Regions from separate parts of the Oryctolagus cuniculus genome. Here region 2 is linked to region 1. The links are chromatin contacts, called in public Hi-C maps. All regions are on one chromosome and are shown on one strand. The core of a region is the stretch at or near the end of the contact, and the rest is flanking DNA. Distances in the headings are between cores, read along the strand shown. Region 1 has its middle 20 kb from the start of KPNA2. Region 2 overlaps SMURF2 (SMAD specific E3 ubiquitin protein ligase 2).

Evidence for each region. Hi-C and Micro-C count contacts between places; a contact is called where the count stands out from the background.
Region 2: a contact with region 1 is called in a Hi-C map of liver, with 3 times the contacts expected there. The contact joins two enhancer-like sites. A contact is called at or near these places in 6 of 6 Hi-C or Micro-C datasets (ear pinna, embryonic fibroblasts, liver and 3 more).

Annotation. Positions count from the first base shown.
Region 1 is chr17:13,993,014-13,995,989 of mOryCun1.1, forward strand. No RefSeq gene overlaps it. Among named protein-coding and RNA genes, the nearest start is that of KPNA2, 20 kb to the left of the region's middle. Within about 2 kb of position 1,403, at least 2 of the 8 cell types and tissues checked have an H3K27ac peak or open chromatin away from gene starts, as enhancers often do.
Region 2 is chr17:14,161,608-14,164,583 of mOryCun1.1, forward strand. SMURF2 (SMAD specific E3 ubiquitin protein ligase 2) reads left to right here. Exons shown (of 19, transcript XM_017349279.3): 10 at 526-684. Among named protein-coding and RNA genes, the nearest start is that of CEP95, 64 kb to the right of the region's middle. Within about 2 kb of position 1,379, at least 1 of the 8 cell types and tissues checked has an H3K27ac peak or open chromatin away from gene starts, as enhancers often do.

The sequences.
Region 1 (2,976 bases), core at 153-2,652:
TTAGCATTCTCCCTTGCCCCAGAAGGTGGGTGGCAGGGAGGGAGGTCACGTCTGGCTGCTCAGCCTCCACCCACAGCCGGGTCTCGGGGAGGCCAGACCCAGACCCACGCTTCCTGGGGGCTGGTTCAGGGCTGTGGTTAGGAAGCCCCGGAGCTGGCCTGGCCTTGGCCTGTGGGGCCCGATCTGGCTCCCTCCCAGGCCTTCTCCTCTGTTCTGGAGGTAACGGCGGCCGTTTTCCTCTGGTCTTTCTGCTGTGGTAAGCAGACTTGCCTGTCTCAGAGGAGCCTGGCTTGGAGAATCCGCTGGCCAAAGCCACAGCTGGCTCCCAGATGGCTCGCGGGCCCAGAACCCACCACCGGCCCAACCTGGATTGTCGGGAGGCTTAAACCCCCCCTGCTCTGGGAGATTTATGGGCAGCTCTTGGGGAGGGCAGATGTCTAGAGCTAGGATAGGGCTGATCAGTTTCCTTCTTTGCGTGTTCTAGAATCCTGCTAAAACACAAGACACTGACCTCAGCTTTACCCCACCCGAAGAGTGAGTGAGAATAACTAGATAACCAGCGATCTATTGCTGACATCACTAAGAGACCTAACAAAGAAAGTTCTAGATCCCTTCTCTGTCTCTGACTCTCCTCCTCTCCACAGAGGTATCCACAACAAACACATATATGTGAGTACTTAAAAGTTTGCGAAAGTCATATTATGAAGAAACTGCATGGGCCTCTTTTTTTTTTTTTTTTTTTTTTTTAGATTTATTTTATTTATTTGCAAGACAGAGAGAGGTAGAGCAGAGAAAGAAAAAGGTCTCCCATCTACTGGTTCACTCCCCAATTGGCCACAACGTCCTGAGCTGTGCCAATCTGAAGCCAGGAGCTAAAAGCTTCATCCAGGTTTCCCATATGGGTTCAGGGGCCCAAGGACTTGGGTCATCTTGTACTGCCTTCCCAGGGCATAGCAGACAGCTGGATCGGAAGTGGTACAGCCTGGACTTGCACTGGCGTACATGTGGGATGCCAGCACTGCAGACCAGGGCTTTAACCCACTGCGCCACAGCGCCGGCCCCGGGCCTCTTTTTTTTTTCACCCCCAAAAATGATTTTTTAATTTCAATATTCCAAGTACTTTCCGAGGTTCCCTCGCATTGGGGGTGTGTGTGCACGCGTTGCAGGTGCCAATATGAAAGGAATTCATGGATATACTCAGGAGCTCTCTTCCAGGGGGAGTCTGCCTCCAAAGTGACCCAGGAAGATGCTCCGCTTCCCAGGCGAGAGTATCTGTCCATCCCATGCAGGTAGAAATGGGCGTCGGAGCACACACAGCTTCTTGCTGCCAAGACATTCTTGGGCGTGCATCTCCTGGAGATGGGGTAGAGCGCGCTCGCAGGCACTCACATACCTCAGCTGCTCAGGAAATACTTGACATAATTTCCTGCTCTCCGGAACGGGAGGGCCAGGAAGTTGGAAAGTCTGACTGTCTTCACGCTCTCCAACGCGGGCCCCGAGGACCCTGTGCTGTTCTCTTCCCCGCGCGCCTCTGAGTTCCTCTCTGCCTCTCTTTCGTGCTGGAACGTTCTTTCCCCCCCACCCCGAAGGGAGCCGAGAATCCCAGGAACGCGGGTTTCCCAGAGCGTGCTGGCCCGAGCTTCCTGAGGCTCTGCTGCTAACACGAGCTAACGAAGCTTGGAAAGCCCCCTGAGAGTCCTCCCAGCCGCGGCGGGCACGCGGCCAGCGCGAGGTGGACCCGCGGCTGCTTTTGCCCTGCACAGCAACAAAAATTCAAAAGGTGGAGAGGAAGGGAAGCCGACTGCCTCGTGCCATGGAGACTGCAAGTGAGGAGCGAGCCAGGCCACGCGGATTTAACGGCCTCCTTGGTTTGCTTCCGTCTCTCAGTGGGGCTCAGATGCTGGCATTGGCACTGGGTCTTTTTAGGCCTTTGTGCAAGATTTCAGGCAAAAAGAAAAAAAGGATTTTGTTTAAAAAGACATGATTTTATTTTTATCAAAAGCGATGAGTCTCACATGAGAGAGATTTTCTCCCTAAGGGATGTGTGACAAAGTCTGTGGCTATTTGGTGTTTATTGTCACATCTGGGGTAGCGGATGCTACAGTCATCCAGGCTGCGCCCAGCATACCCTCACCGTGAGGCATGAGCTGGCCCCAATGTCAACGGTATGGAGGTTCCAAAAGCCCGGTCCACAGGTTCGAAGCAGGGCAAGCATCTGGTATGGCCCTTACGATACTGTTAGGGAACCCACGTCCCTCTCAGAGCGCCTAGGCTGCAGTTCTGTCTCTAAGACAGCAGGCAATGGCTCAAGTGCTCAGGCCCCTGCCACCCCATATGGGAGACCTGGAGCTCCTGGCTCCTGGCTTTGGCCTGGCCTAGCTGTGGCTGTTGCGGGCATTTGGGGAGTAAACCAGCAGATGGAAGCTCTCTGTCTGCTCTCCGCCTTTCAGATTAAAACAACAACAATAAGATGAGCCAAACAAGCAGGTTTAAAGTGGGGAGAGAGAGAGATCTTCCATCAGCTGGTTCACCCCCCAAATAGCAGCAAAGGCCTGGGCCAGGCCGAAACCAGGAGCCAGGGGTTTCTTTCAGGTCTTCCACGTGGGTGCAGGGGCCCAGGGACGGGTCATCTTCTGCTGCTTTCCCAGGAGCATCAGCAGGGCGCTGGATCGGAAGTGGAGCAGTTGGGACATGAGCCAGAGCCCATACGCGATGCTGGGCTTGCAGGCAGTGGCTTTACTGTCTGTTCCAGGGAGCAGCGATCACCCTAATAGTTGGGACACCCACACCAGAATCCCGGGTTCTGTTCTTGTCTCCAACTTCCTGCCGGGGTGGATTCTAGGAGGCAGTGGTCATGGCTCAAGTAATTGGGTTCCTGCCACTCATGTGGGTAGATCTGGATTGCATTCCCAGCTCCTGGCCTGGCTCAGCCCTGGCTGTCGTGGGTGAGGGAACCAGTGGACTCCAGCTCTCTGT
Region 2 (2,976 bases), core at 129-2,628, 170 kb after region 1:
GGAGCAGTTATCCTCTAAAAAATATGCTGAGATTGTTTTCAGGATCATAATTTGTATAAACATTTCCAGTTTTGCTTTGTTGGAGAGCTTAAATTAATCATGGAATAGACATTTATTTACACAGATTTTATGGTGCAATAAAGAAAAATTGAAGGGAAATTTTAGAAAACAATTATTACTGACCCTTGTAAAACAATATTTTCTGTCAAAACAAGTACTGTAGTACAGTTTATGTTGGCAACTGTTGTGATTGTTTTTATATTAATTTAAATCTGTATCACAGTAAAAGTCCAGGAACTTGTTGAAAACGTAGGCTGTGCGATAAGTTTTCTAAGCCATTTGTGAATTGGGCTTTGAATATAAGTTTGTTAAACCTTTGGGAATTAAAGATTCCAGCTGAATATCTCAAGTTTCTGAAACAATACATTTTCTCAGACTTCATGGAATTGTCCTGTGTCATTTACACTTGCTTGGCTCAGCAGGCCCATCAGTGAGATATTTTTTATTTTATATTTGTTTTTGCAGGGATCTTAGCAACATCAATTGTGAAGAGCTTGGGCCTTTGCCTCCTGGATGGGAGATCCGTAATACAGCTACAGGCAGAGTTTATTTCGTTGACCATAACAACAGAACAACACAATTTACAGATCCTCGGCTCTCTGCTAACTTGCATTTAGTTTTAAAGTAAGTTTTTGAAACAGTACACATTAACAATGTGAATCTGAACAAGAGGAAACTGATAGGTCTTTTTTATAATGTGAAAGAACATGTACTCTTTTCACTTAGAATTTACTTTTGTTGAGCAAAATTCTATGTGGGTGTAACCAGTTTTACTTTGACATAATGTTTTAATCCTACTGTACTTAAGTAAGTTCCTATCCTGAGCTGTTAGAAAAAGGGTATGTATCATCATTGCTTCTGCAAGAGGGCCTTTTACAGAGGCAACATGGAAAACACAAGGCTGAGCGGGCAAATTTTGTGTTGCCATTGGCAGTGCTGTTAATAATAATGATAATACTTCCAGGAGCACTCCCTATATGCTGAGTGTTGTTTTTTCTATTTTACCCATGATGGTAATTTCATCCTCAGAAAAGCTCTGAGGTGGTTACTGCCATTTTTGTAGATGAAGAAACTGAAGCAAAGAGGTTAAATGACTTTACATTGGGCAGTAAGTAGCCGAGTATTTTATTACTATTATTTATTTATTTGAGAGGCAGAGTTAGAGAGAGAGATCTTCCATCCACTGGTTTACTTCCCAAATGGCCACAACTGCTGGAGCTGCGCCTGTCCAAAGCCAGGAGCTTCTTCCAGATCTCCCACATAGGTGCAAGGGCCCAAGAACTTGGGCCATCTTCCACTGCTTTCCCAGACATAGTAGCAGGGAGTTGGATCCGAAGTGGAGCAGCTGGCACTTGAACTGGTACCCATATGGGATGCCGGTTCCACAGGTAGAGGCTTAACCTACTTTACCAGGGCACTGGCTCCAGTAGTCAAGGCTTGATTTAAGCCCAGATACTCTGGCTTCAGTTTGCTTTAACCACTGTAGTGAGCATTCTTTGCATGTTATTTTCATCCTCTTCTTTTTTCTGTGGCTGGCTAGTTTCTTCTAACTTACTGTCATTACTTACTGTCATTAAGGAAGCTGAAGAAGGGAAGAAGGAAAAGAAAGAAGGAAACTTTGTCACCAACCAAAGTAGCAAAATATCCTTTTTTTTAAAGTTTTATTTATTTGAAAGGTTAGAACAACACAGAGAAAGAGACATACAGAGAGACCTTCCATCCACTGGTTTACTCATTTGCCCACAACAGCTGGGGCTGGGCCAGGCCAAGACAAGAGGCCTGCTCTTCTACATGAGTGGTGGGTACCCAAGTACTTGAGCCATTACCCACTGCTTCCCAGGGTGTGCGTTAATAGGAAGCTGGATCAGAAGTGGAGCTAGGATTTGAACCCAGGCTGATTCTTTGCTACTGCACTGCAAAGCTTGCCCCACAGTGTCATTTTCAACCAGTCTCGCAAAAACACTTTGGCAATGGTATAGAAATAAAAATCTCAGGCAGTCTGGAGAGTGAGATCTTTGTGACCCCTAAGTAGTTCACTTTATCTTCTCTGAAATATAATATTATCTGCTGTCTGCCTTTCTCCATTCATTTGTTTTGAAGTTTTTTTTTTTTTTTTTTTTTGACAGGCAGAGTGGACAGTGAGAGAGAGAGACAGAGAGAAAGGTCTTCCTTTGCCGTTGGTTCACCCTCCAGTGACCGCCACGGCTGGCGCGCTGCAGCCGGCGCACCGCGCTGATCCGATGGCAGGAGCCAGGAGCCAGGTGCTTTTCCTGGTCTCCCATGGGGTGCAGGGCCCAAGCACCTGGGCCATCCTCCACTGCACTCCCAGGCCACAGCAGAGGGCTGGCCTGGAAGAGGGGCAACCGGGACAGAATCCAGCGCCCCGACTGGGACTAGAACCCGGTGTGCCGGCGCCGCTAGGCGGAGGATTAGCCTAGTGAGCCGTGGCGCCGGCCTTGTTTTGAAGTTCTTAACGTTATATATATATTAAAATGTTTAAAAGCAAAAACAACAAATTAATAAAATTTAGGATGACCTTTGAAAGTATCATTATTTCGTAAATCTTTTTGGAGTTATCTTAAGTAAGTGGAAATTTTAATTAAGTACTAGCTACTAATTATTTAGGATAACATAAAACATTTAAAATGCATGTCTTTAGTTCCCTTCTTTGTACAGTTATCCTTGCAGTCTCATTTTGTCAGTTGATCATTCTAAAACCTTGCATACAAATGAAGTTCACAAGTGTTTGAAAACCTTAAAAAGGGTAAGTCCATGAAGAAATGCAGAAAGCATGAACTGTTTCTGTGCATTAGTATCTACAGCTTAAACAGCAAAGTAAGGGTAGTCCACAGTCTACCCTTTGAGTAACAGTGCTCTGGGGAGCTTGTGTGCTAATCTAATTGCCATGGCATCGAA